Linked DNA regions of Hordeum vulgare: region 1 is linked to region 2. Evidence: chromatin contacts called from public Hi-C data. All regions are on one chromosome and are shown on one strand. Each heading gives the region's core, a stretch centred on a gene start, on an enhancer-like site or on the middle of the called end of the contact. The rest is flanking DNA. Distances are from core to core; before and after follow the strand shown.

Region 1 (6,407 bases), core at 1,275-3,774, 250 kb after region 2:
CTAAAATATGTCTAGATACATTCATTTCTCCGACAAGTATTTCCTGGTGGAGGGAGTACTAGGTTATGGATTGACCTACTGGGACAGGTTTCTCCCAGTAGGCCAGTACATAAACTTGAATATGTAGGCTGTATTTGTCCTGTGTGATTCGTTTTGTGTTGACAATATTGGAGTCTTTAAGGCGGTTGTTCAACCCAGGCAGTACTGTATCTATTTGAGGTGACTAAGAAAGATTACGAGGCACGCCTGTGTAATAACACACTCTCTTTCAAGTCAAGTAAAGTGCCCATCCATATTTTTCTTTCCTTTTTGGCACGGAAAGTGTCGCATCCTTCTGTATGTTATTAAACCACATGTTAGAATTTTGGTAATACTAGGACATGGCTATGCTGTTGATTTTAAATTCCCGTTTTGTTGTTTGGCATGGACTATTTGGGTTTTCTCTGAAATAAGCTTCTCTAATGCAGGAAAACAACATGAATGAAATTAAAAGATTTAATAAAGAGATACGCCAGGATTTGGTGGAGATGATGAAAGGCTTTGTAACAAGTCAGGTATAAATTTCAAACTTCAATTCTGAATTATTCTTTTGGTTGCCGGTTTCACGATCCTTTGGACTTTTGAATGCAAAATCAAAAGGTAAATACATCAGTTCGAGTATCTGTCTACCATATTAACTACTATTTGCTTTAGATATATCTTCATAGCTCATTATTTTTAAATTCAGTACCTGACATTCAATCCAAAATGTTACCCCTTACCATTACATAGTATTGCCCAGTTTAAAACCAGAAGTTAGTAATGATGCCTACTGCGGCTACTGCCCAGTTGCTCGCTTTTCTTGAAAAGTGCAAAATGAGCACTTGGAAATTGGTATGTGGCGACCATGGTTGTATGAATTTTGCGCTGCACAGCTTTGTATTTTATATGCATGCAGCAGAAGTGAGTTCTCGGTCCAGTTGGTGTTTGCAGTCTCACCTTTCTTATCTGGGTCGTTATATTGACCTAAGGGCATGTGATGCATGTTCCTTTTTCATGTTTCTGCTGGATGGTTACCTAGAGCTTGAGCACCACATAAAGAAACACTTTGAAGGCTTGCAGAAAGTAGAAACCATGTCGACCTAGCGACCGTTAGGGTGGTCCTGTAGTGCTATTAGTTTGTTACTCCCTCCGTTCCTAAATATAAGTCTTTTAAGCGATTTCAATAGGTGTCTACATACGGAGGAAAATGATTGAATGTACACTCTAAAGTATGTCTATATACATCCGTATGTAGTCCATTAGTGAAATCTCTACAAAGACTTATATTTAGGAACGGAGGGAGTACATGGTATTGACTATAAATGATATGGTATAATTGTTATTTGTTGTGTTTATTTCTCTAGAGCAAAGTAAAGGATAAACTCTGATTAAGAGGAGCAAACCAATGTCCATATGTCAAACACTGTATGCTTCATGGTAATCTGGTAGTGATGTGAAAAATCTACACTGTATGACATCGTTTTGTAAGACATAGTTTGTTCTGTATGTATGGATTGGGAAGTAGTGTTTGATTGGATACTGTAGGTAACATCTGAAATGTATTTTGGACCACTGTAGCGCATTGTCGGTTAATGCCTGTTGCCTTTTTGGCCAAGAAAAGTTCATCGCGTATGGAAGTATTTTAGCTTTCAACACCGCCAATGAATAATTTTCTAAAGTTCACCTGAGGCAACCTAGATGGCGTTGTTTGAAAGTCAAAAATATATAATACCAGCAGGTGCATACAGTTTACTGGTGGGTCACCGTCTTGTTTTCGACACTTAGGAGTTCTCTACAACTCTTTGAAAATAAACAGTGCATTTCTTTTTCTTCTTTTTGGAAAGAAAATAAACAGTCCATTTCACAGTACAAATAAATTTAGTCATTGTAAAAGCTAACTACATCGACATCCTTGTATTTTGTCAATGTGCAGGTTGCTCAGTCAGACAATATTGCTAGCATATGGGCAAAGTTAGCAGAAGACACAAAAGGATATGCAGAAAGGCGCAGCTGAAGTAGGATGTAAATATAGGTGTGAATTGTGAGCTACTCGTCTGCAGCATCAACATTGGTTACCACATTGAGATTCGTGTTATCACTCGCCCGGTGATTTAGGCGATATGTGCAGATACAGTTTCCGCTCCCCAAGGGGCACCGCCGGGTCAAGGATTTTCTTGGATGTAGCTATCTCCGGGTGTGCACCTGAGAATTTCTGAGGAAAGAAAGAACAAATCCTCGATCGCAAAACCTGCGAATCAATTTTCCCCAGTTTTTCCCCACCCTGGGCCTAGCTGTAATGCTGAGTTTTCTCTGTACAATTATGCGGCACTAGCTGACTGGAATTGAGGAGTTCCCTGCTTCCTGAAAGAACCATGTACTACACGAGAGAGATTATTTCCAGTCGTTCAGAAGAGTTGCAGGCTTGCATTTGCTATCTGATACGAGTACTATGCTGCGCATCCCCAGGTTTGTGCGGAAGGTGAGCCACTCGTCTCCGACGAGGCTGACTGGTTGGATATGCTCGCGGAGGCGCGAGCCAGTGGTCGGCAGCCAGTAGCCATTCCTATCACGCAATCAGCCGCCAAGCGTAGGGCGGGTGACCCTTCGCGAGCTCCCTGAGACGCCGCGTATACACGCTCAAGTTCCCGCCACAAAACCGGAAGAAGGAGGCCTTGGAAATTTCCCACCCCGGCGAATTCCGCCCGAAAATCAGCCGCTGTCTCTGTCTCTGTCTCCACCATCTCTGCCAAACAATTATGGTACGCTCCGCGGCGGCGTGGTGCCTCTTTGTCCGCTACTTGCACGCAATGTCGACCAGCTTCAAACACTTCAGATCGCGTGTGTACGATCGATCGGCGAGAAACGTCTCCAAAATCTCGTGATTTTTACAATTACTATTATTACTATCATTACAGAGGAGAGGAGGCGTACTGCTTCCTGTACAAACAGTTGTACTGCCGCGCTGTAATACTGTAGTACGTAGTACGTAGTCGTACCACCAAGCAGCATAGCAAGGGATAGTTAGCCAACGGCCACAGGCTACTCCATCTCTTGCTGCCTCGCTCCGCTTCCTCTCCCCGGCCGCCGGCGCGCCTCCGGCGACGTCCCTGCCAGGGGAGAATGCTGCCCCGCGCGCCCTCCCGGTGCCTGGGCGCCGCCAAATTCAAACCCCTCGTCCCCGCCAAACCGCCCCTCTCCCCCTCGTCGTCATCTTCCTCCCGCGGGGCCCTCTGCGCCGCCGCCTCACGCCGCGACTTCCTCCTGCTCGTCCCGTCCCTGGCCGCGGCGTCCACGGCCCTCCAGTACCTCCCCCTCGCGGCCTCCGCCGCGGACGACGAGAAGCCGGCCCCGCCCCCGCCCCCGCCCCCAGCGGAGGAGCCCAACGGGGAGGCGGCGCTGTCGAGGATGTACGACGCCACGGTCATCGGCGAGCCGCAGGCCGTGGGGAAGGACGCGCGCGGGAGGGTGTGGGAGAAGCTCATGGCCGCGCGGGTCGTCTACCTCGGGGAGGCCGAGCTCGTGCCCGACCGCGACGACCGGGTGCTCGAGCTCGAGATCGTCAGGAAGCTGGCCGCTCGCTGCGCGGACGCTGGGAGGAGCCTCTCGCTCTCGCTCGAGGCTTTCCCCTGCGACCTCCAGGAGCAGCTAAACCACTTCATCCACGGGAGGTTTGTTACTGCCCTTTTTGTTTTGTTCAACTGAATGGATTCTACCTGTTCCTGGTTGCGATACTTCATATTTCTAACCCAGCCACGTAGAGGGTAGAATTTTCTATGTGCTCCAAGCTTTTCCTTCAAAATACATTTGTGGTTTCATTCTGATAGATGTATATTACTGGAAGTTCAGAATAGTTTCGACTCAGGATTTAGAATATCGATAACAGCAAATTTTCAGGACCTCGTGGAAATATTTGGAGTTCCCCAAGAATGTGGAATTATTTCAATCAAAATTCACCGATTAGACCCAGTTTAAATTTGATTTGAATTAATTTGAATCTCGTCCAAAATTTTGCGATAACAAACATTTCAGGACCCACCGAATTTAAGAAAATACATTGAAATTTGTAATCCTTGTTCACCTTTATGGGGAAATGGTGTATTTCTATGAGAGCGATTGTAATTTATCAAACAAATCAAACCTTTCTCTTCCATGAGGCTTCCGTTGAAAGTAAGCCGTTGGAGCCCTAGTTTTGCTTTCCCCTTCACCTTTCTGCAGGATAGTGTATTTCTATGTGAGTGATTCTGATTTTTGTCAGCCTTGCAATACTTCCTTGACGAACTTCTAACAGGCCTATCTTTATTCAGAATTGATGGCAGCAACTTAAGGTCCTACACATCTCACTGGGCACCGGAGCGCTGGCAGGAGTACGAACCTCTTTTAAACTACTGCCGTGATAATGGAATCAAGCTTATTGCATGTGGAACTCCACTTGAGGTAATTCATCATTGCCACACACATTATCCAGCAAAACTGCATCTGCATGTGTTCAGTTATGGATATTTTTATGATCATAATCTTGTTCATTGGTACCTCTGTCTTTCTAGGGCTGTGGACTTGATAGTTGTAGTTATTCAGTATTGATTTTTACATTATTCCAGCTGGCAAGCTTTTTCTTGCCTTGCGTCATCAACTGCTTTTTTACTCGATGCATAAGCACCTATTCTACATCCTCATTGGACCTTGTCTGAGAAGTATTCTGATAGGCAGCATACTAAATAAGATGGCTTAGTTTTCTCTGTGGTGAAAAGTACTTAATACATTTCTTGACTAGGTGGTAAGAACTGTCCAAGCGGAAGGAATCAAAGGCCTTTCAAAAGAGCAGAGGAAGTTGTATGCTCCTCCAGCTGGCTCAGGCTTCATTTCTGGCTTTACATCCATCACAGGCCGATCATTGATAGACAAGACTTCATCCTCTCGTGTCTCTCCTTTTGGCCCTAGCTCATATCTATCTGCACAGGCAAGAGTAGTTGATGATTATACCATGTCCCAAATAATAATGAAGGAAATTAGTACTGGAGATCCTTCAGGGATGCTCGTTGTTGTAACTGGTGCAAGCCATGTTATGTATGGGGCGCGAGGAATTGGTGTTCCTGCCAGAATATCTAAAAAGATGCAAAAGAAAAAGCAAGTCGTGATCCTTCTTGATCCTGAGAGGCAAGGTATACGGCGAGAAGGTGAAATTCCCGTAGCGGATTTATTGTGGTATTCTGCTGCCAAGCCATGCAGTCGAAATTGCTTTGACCGTGCTGAAATCGCTAGAGTTATGAATGCAGCTGGTAGGAGGCGTGAAGCTTTGCCCCAGGTTACCACTTGCTCTCTCAGCATATGTTTGATACTCCTTTGCATTATATCTTTTACTAGCTGTAACATGCTGTAAATGATGTTATTCCTGAAAACCAGCAATGAGCTCTTTAAAAAGTTAACGCGGCTAAAAAATCTTGCTATGTCCGGCAGTTATGATTTTTAATAACATCGTATTTTCTTATGTTTGAGCTAATGTAAAATTTTGCATTCATTTCATGACAGGATATTCAGAAAGGAATAGATCGGGGTGTAGTTTCTCCTGAAATATTGCAGAACTTTTTTGACCTCGAGAAATATCCTGTCGTGGATGAATTGATTCACCGGTTCCAAGTAGGCACCTACTTTACTCTTTCACTCCTTTCCCTTGTTGTAGTTATCTATTTATGGGTTGGTGCTTGACCATACAGCTGCATACTGCTGCTTCAACAATATATTCCTTCCTTGATTATATGTGAAAAAGTTATTCTATCAGAACTGTTTATGGACAGCTCAGTCCTGTCAGATTTCATCCAGGATCAGCCCTGCCTGGCATCCCGACAGGAAAGAACTGCCAGAAATAGTCAATATTTACTAGTGATGTTATGTGAAAGATGTGAAAAATATTTTGGGAAACTGAAAGTTCAAGGCTGGGTCTACAAGGGTTGGGCCAGGCCTTGAGAGGTCTAATTGATTCTGCTTCTTTGTAGCTAGGAGAACTTACTGCATGTTGATGAGGTTGAAAATGATCAATTTTGTGCAGGGTTTCCGTGAAAGGTTACTGGCAGATCCCCAATTCTTGAATAGATTAGCTATCGAAGAGGGTATATCAATAACTACAGCTGTCTTAGCACAATATGAAAAACGGAAAGGACGTTTTTTTGAAGAGATTGACTATGTCCTTACTGATACAATTAGAGGTTCTGTTGTTGACTTTTTTACAGTCTGGCTTCCTGCTCCTACTATTTCGCTCTTATCTATTGCTGATAATGGTTCTGGTGAGAGCTTGGAGCTTGTCAGAGGATTGTTAGGGTCACTGCCAGATAATGCATTTCAAAAGGGTATTGTGGGCCAGAATTGGGACATTAACCAGAGATTTGCATCGG
Region 2 (6,311 bases), core at 3,572-6,071:
GGGACTGGGCTCACAGAGGTCGGAATACTTTGCAACAGATTTACCCCTATCTGCAGGAATGTGTCATCCTATATATTTTATGATGCGGTGCACCCAACAGAGAGGGTTTATAGGATAGCAACCGATTACATAGTGAAAAATGTAATTCCACAGTTTTAACGAGTCAAATGCTCAAATAAGAATTTCCTCGTTGCATTAACCTAACGTGTTTGGCGCATTCTCTGACTTTGGAGTATATAATATGGTACGATCAGCATTCTCAGCAATTGATTTAAGGAAGGAAATTAAGAAGTCAAAGGCATATAACACTGATCAGGTTGTGAGAAGGAAACTGACTGGGAGTGACCATCCTTGCCTCAGGTAACTTCACAGATGTATAACTTGTGAATGTGTGAACCTCTTAGGCCCTGAATCATCCGTGCAAGCAATATAAAAGAGGATTGTGGTATCCAGTCCAATCATCTGCAGCTGACAAAGTTGACTAGTTAAAATGTTTCAAATGCGTACTTCATATTCGAGAGAATTGGGGTTGCAAAACAAACCTTACTGAAGGCAAATTAAGAGAATGAGGATACAGAACATTGTTCACCTACCGCGGCACTAGGATTAAGGATATATAACCACTTGTTCATAAAATGAGTTATCAATATTCCAAAATAATGCACAAGCTCAGAAGACCATCATTTTAAGTAAAAAGAGCACCGGTCGTGCATGATATCAGCATATGTGCACACAGTCGTAGTATTCAGTAAATAACAAACGCCATTTGTTAGAGGGTCATAACAAGCTTACTTCAGGATAGCAACGTTCCGCAGTTCAACGAAGAGTACTTAGAAAGCGTCAACTGTTGGCAATTGTAGCCTTGACTCTTTCAAAAAGAATCAAAACACCAAGTGATTGATTTACAGAAGGAACACCACAATCAAAAAAGGGACGAAAAGGCATGCTTTGACAAATAGTGCAAAAGTATAAATGATTAAGAGAAGATCTGCTATCCTGTATGGATAGCATTACAAATTTACAATAATTCAAATGCATAAACGATGCACTGTTTGAAAGTTGTGATAAATTCAGGGATACCAGTGCCACATACCTGCAAAAACTGAAAAACAAATCCATCCATACTTGCAGTAACCAAAGAAATACTAGCACACATATAACTTCAGAATTGTGCGCAGCACACCATTGCATGTTTCATGAATTTGCAGGTACCAAGTACTCTGTTTTGGATATTTCAACATCGACTACATACAGACTGAAATGGGTTAACAAACACACTAAACGTGTCTATATACATCCGATTCAGAAAAAAGTTAGAACATCTTATATTTGTGAACGGAGCAAGTACGTGCTATAGATTGGTGGTTGTGTATCTGTTAAGTTCTCCACATTTGTTTAGCGTGGCACTTGCAACGTTTAATAGTACACCACTTGTAAGTGAGGGTATCCATCCAGCAGACCAAGTATTTGCCTTGCTACATGATTGGCTCTCCATGCTGCCTCACCCAAAATCACTCTACCCTGAGAAGCCTCAAATTCTAAGTTGGACAAGGAACCTCAGTGAACATTAGATAGTGCCTGATAGATACCCAGTATTTCCTAATCATCTTCCACTTGTGTTAACAAAACTGAATTAGAGTTTGTACCCTTATCTAACAACTTTGTAACAAGTTTTTTTCTCAGAAACGGAAGGAACAACATTATTGAAGATTATAGATACAGTAAATGAAATACAAGAGAAATAGAGAGCAATCTGTTCCAAGATATATCGAACCCATAGGAAATGAGGGAGCAGACTTAACTTGCATCCTTTCTATAATAAGAATCATACTTTCTATAACAAGAACCATACTACTAGGCCTAGCCATCAGAAAGTTGGGTCGCACACACACGATCACAACAGACAACAGACAAGCTTGGCGGATCTGAACTTAAAGATAAGCGTTTCCCCTTCATCACCTGAACAACTAAGCACTGAAACACAAACGAAGAAGACAGATAATGTGTTGAATAAGACTACCCTTAACAACCGACAGATAAACGCCTACAATATTTTACAGAGCTGGAGAAGACAATGATTTCCACGTCTAATATAAAGCCTAACCTCATGGCAAAACACCATCAAATCCAAAATGGCACCATTATCAATGTTCAGAACTTCAGATCTCCGCCACAACAGTACATTAGTGATGATACGAAAATCACAGGCAGGACCAATAAGATGCTACTACAAGATAACCAATCATTTCCCAATTCCTTCAAACAAATGTTGGATGCATGCCTCAACATCCTCCGGGGTATGCTTGATGAACAAATCCTGCGGAGCATCTGGAGATGATCTCAGCCTAGCAATCAAGCCCTTGTATGCAGGCAGCACTGAATCTGCTATTGCTGCCTTGACATCGGCACGCAGCTGATCATCTGTGATCACCCACTCAGACTGCGCCGCCCGAATCTCCTCCAGGTAGCCATTGAACATCTGCAGTTTCTGAAGCATGGCCTTTGGTGGGAGACCTGAAAACCCAGAGCCTCCGGTCTGCAGCACCGACATCACCTTCGCCCAAGCCCCACGCTGGTACTCCATACTCCACCGGCGCACTCTGCTTAACATCTGCTTCATCCAGTCATCCCCAAGTAAAACCCCAAGCTCGCTGTCATTCACCTTGTGGATGACGTACTTGCCATTATTCATCAAGAAGATGGAGGCCAGTGGCGGGTCCCTGTATATCTTGGATTTGCTCTCCAGATTCTTGTGAAGCACATCCATGATCCACGCAATGTGCACGGCAAGCGATGAGGTGGGGCGGTCAGGATCGACGGCGATGGCGGTCACGCCAAGAGCACCCAGGTCACCCTCCATCACCTCTTCTAGTGTCTGTCTTGAACCACATGCCGCACGGAGATAATTCATGACATAGCGAGTGATGGGGTGTATGCCACCGCCGGGCACCGCAACACGGGCTGGGTCACGGCGGATCAGATTTTCCAGCTCCATGAATATACCTTTGATGGAGGAGCCGAGAGTGTTGCATACAGCAGAGACCTCGGCGCGAAGCGCTGCAGAGTAGGGGTCGGCGAAAACAGGGTCGAGGTCGGGGAGGAGATCACGCACCGCCTCGTACATGTCGATGACACGAAAGAGGCGCTCTGGCGCACGGCTGGCAGCGGCAACGGCATCGCCGAATGAGATAAGCTGCAGCGCCTGGGTGCGAACCGCGGCGACGAAGGCGAGGTCGCCGTAGGGGGCGAGGCCCTCGAAGACACGGTCGGAGAGGCGGCGCTCGCTGGGGATGAGGATGCGGAACACCATCTTGAAGGCCGGAATCCAGCGCGCAATGTCGAACTCGAGCTCCTCCCAGGGCAGGGAGTGGACCTCGTCCGAGGTGCGCGAGCGGATGCCGAGGCGCGCGACGCTCTCGTCGATGAACCCGCGGCGCGCGGCCGCGTAGGCCTCGGCGCACTCGCGGCCGAAGCCCGCATCGACCATCCTCCGCGCGATCTGGTGCACGTCGGAGACGGACCCCGGGGGCAGGGCGTCGATGACCACGTCGAAATCCGTGACCGGCTTGGCGATGGGGATTGGCTCGTCGCCGTAGCCGTCGTCCGCGTCGAAGTCCTCGTCGTCGCTCTGCTCGGAGTCGAAGCCGCCGGGCGCCGCCGGGGCCGCGTCGTCGGGGCGCTCGATAAGCGCCCGGAACTCGTCCTCCAGCCGGGCCATGCACCGGCTGAGCAGCTCGTCGGCGCGGTCGAGCAGCCCGCGGTTGGTCCCCGCCGCGTCCAGCTCTTGCACGGTGCCGATGAGGTCGTCCACCGCCTCCAGGAAGGCGTCCGCGTCGGCGGAGTCGGCCCAGACGAGCCTCTCCATGGTCACGAACTGCGAGATCTGCCGGTCGAGCGTGCGCACGGTCCGCTCCAGCGACGTGACCGGCGGCGGCATCGAGTGCGCCGCCGCGGCAGTGGGCAGCACGGGCGGGGGCGAGGAGGCCGGCATCGACATCGAGTGCTCCCCTGCCCCTCCTCCTCCTCCGGCCGCGGCCGCCGCGGCGTAGAGCTTGTCGAGGGAGAGGCGGCCGTCGTAGTTGGAGAAGACCTTGAGTATGTCCTCCGTCATGGTGCCGGTGCGGCCCAGCGTCTTGGCGATGTGCTGCACCGTGGCGAGCAGCTTCTCCTCGCCGTCCTCCGCCATGAGCCGCGAGAGGAACCCGACGCCGGAAGGCACTCCCGGCGAGGTGCGAGCTAGGGTTTGTTCGGTCACGCGGCGCGGCGGAGGGAGTGGCTGCGGTGGGGGAGAGCGGTGGTGTTCTGTGCCGGACAGCGACAGCTCGTGAACTGGGCGCTCACCTGCTAGCTGCTAGCAGAGCACGGCTGTAAATTGCGACGTGTCGATAAAAAAAATTACCGTGGGGAGAGGAGGGTAAATTCGTTGTGGGCTGTGGGTTTTGGGGTGCTCTTCGACCGGGTGGACGGTCGAGTAAAAACTCGGTGACATCGGGAGAGGGGAAAGGCTGGGAGACCGGGCCGCAAAGCATGAATAAATGCGGACAGGGACACCGCTCGGGAAGACGGTGAGGGGTTTAATTTGTCGCTGACAGGTGGGGGCCCGGCCGACGGAGCGTAGTGCTAGGGTTTTGGGCATTTGGTCGCGTCGACACGGAAAGGTTTTAGCTACAAAGTGCGGCAGAGGTGGCGTGATCAACGGGAAAGTAGTGGTGGTTGGCTGCTTAGCCTGTGCTCGGGCTGTTGCGTAGGGGAGGAAAAGCCCCAGGTTGTGCTTTTGACAACGGAAACGTTTCTGGGCCGGTGCCCCTGCCTTCGCACAAGATCCGCGCGCACCTCGCTGATTAGGCATGTAACATTGTTTTGTTTAAATTGTTACAACCAACATAATATTTGCTACAAATGTTTTTTTCTATATTTATTCAGTAAAAATGTTGCATATACGTTTGGTTGCAACTTCAGTTCGTTGGATTTTTCGTTACAATCGGTGTTTTTTACTATTGCTATAACCGTGTTAATTTTTGCTACAACCGGCATCATTTTTTGTTGCAACCGTTCACTAAAAAAGTTGCATCCACGTTCACGTACATATTTACTATAACCGGTGTTTAATTTTTGCTACCACGCACCATCAGCTTCGTTTTTTTGCTACGATCACGTAGATATTATTTTGCTATAAATTTTGTTTTTCGTTGCAACCGTTGAAAAAATTCCTGGATCGCGCTGAAATTTGCTGCATCGAAGAAAAAAATGTTGCATGAAGATCTAACGATGCGGACGCGCGGGAGTTGGTGGATCGTACGCCGGGGCAGAGCACTCTCCTTTTGACAATGGCTTAGCCCAAATCGAATGAAGGCCCGTTGTTGGCAGCTTAGAGCAATTCCAACGCGTGGATCTAAACCAACGACGCTTTTATTCGCATTTTGTTCGTTTAAATGGTCTGATGAATATCCATGTCCGCTTTTATAATTAGGTCGGCGCTTGCGTCCAACGTGGCCAACGATCCTTTTTAGACAACGCGAAAAAGAACATTTTGAATAAACATAAACTATTGATTAAATAGTTCACATTACATTTAAAACATAAAATTTAATAAAGTAAAAAACGAGGAGCCTAGGCGTCCACCTCCTCGTCGTCGTCGGGGCTGGTGAAGTCGACAAGTGTCGGCGTCGACCCAGTCCACGGGAAGGTCATCTCCCACGTGGCGGTGACGTCGTCCGCCGGTGGTTGCACCGCCGCTTGCTCGGCGGCACGGAGCTTCTCCTCCCCGGCTTCAGCCTCACGCTCCAGCAGCTCGATCCGTCAGGCCTCTTCGCCCTCCTCCCTCACCCGCCGCTATCGTCGGTAGACCGCCTCCTGCTCCGGCGTCGCACCCAACCAGACGGGTGGCGCGCTGACCCACTCGCGCACCACCCTGTCCGAGGCGTATATCTTCGGCCTAAGGGGACGGCGGGGCCAACTGAGTCACGACTACGTCACGGGCAGCAGAAAAGCAATGGCCTCCACCGACTGCTCCTCGTAGGCGGCCTCCTCCTCCTCCTCCTTCAGACACGCCTCCTCCTCGCTCGCGCGCAGGACGGCTGCCGGTGCGTTCTGGTACGCCGCTTCCACCTCCTGGTCCTCTCCGCGCACGGAGAGGGGCGGCGACGGTCCAGCCACCGCGTTGCGGACGTCGCATCGGCGATGCACCTCGTGCTCCCACACGAACCAGGCATACCATTCGAGGGAGTCCGTAGCGTAACGGGACTGTGCTACTGCTGTGGCGTCAGCTACTCCCGCCGGTACCTCACCTCCTCTACAAGCACCTGCGCCGA

Evidence for each region. A called contact is a pair of places that touch in the nucleus more often than the background predicts.
Region 1: a contact with region 2 is called in a Hi-C map of seedling, with 4 times the contacts expected there. The contact joins the promoter of LOC123444996 here to the promoter of LOC123444995 in region 2. A contact is called at or near these places in 4 of 6 Hi-C or Micro-C datasets (leaf and seedling) and 1 of 1 datasets of contacts at active chromatin or transcription factors (embryo).

The regions. Positions count from the first base shown.
Region 1 is chr3H:555,719,460-555,725,866 of MorexV3_pseudomolecules_assembly, forward strand. It overlaps LOC123444996 (protein RETICULATA-RELATED 6, chloroplastic-like), which reads left to right and starts at 2,525. Exons shown (of 7, transcript XM_045121907.1): 1 at 2,525-3,689; 2 at 4,326-4,455; 3 at 4,793-5,323; 4 at 5,548-5,655; 5 at 6,065-6,407. The coding sequence starts at 3,142. LOC123444997 (sorting nexin 2A-like) reads left to right here. Exons shown (of 5, transcript XM_045121908.1): 4 at 468-554; 5 at 1,955-2,434. The coding sequence ends at 2,035.
Region 2 is chr3H:555,470,339-555,476,649 of MorexV3_pseudomolecules_assembly, forward strand. It overlaps LOC123444995 (exocyst complex component EXO70B1-like), which reads right to left and starts at 4,822. Exons shown (of 1, transcript XM_045121906.1): 1 at 1,927-4,822. The coding sequence starts at 4,186. The coding sequence ends at 2,243. LOC123440582 (GDSL esterase/lipase At1g58430-like) reads left to right here. Exons shown (of 3, transcript XM_045117145.1): 3 at 1-199. The coding sequence ends at 159.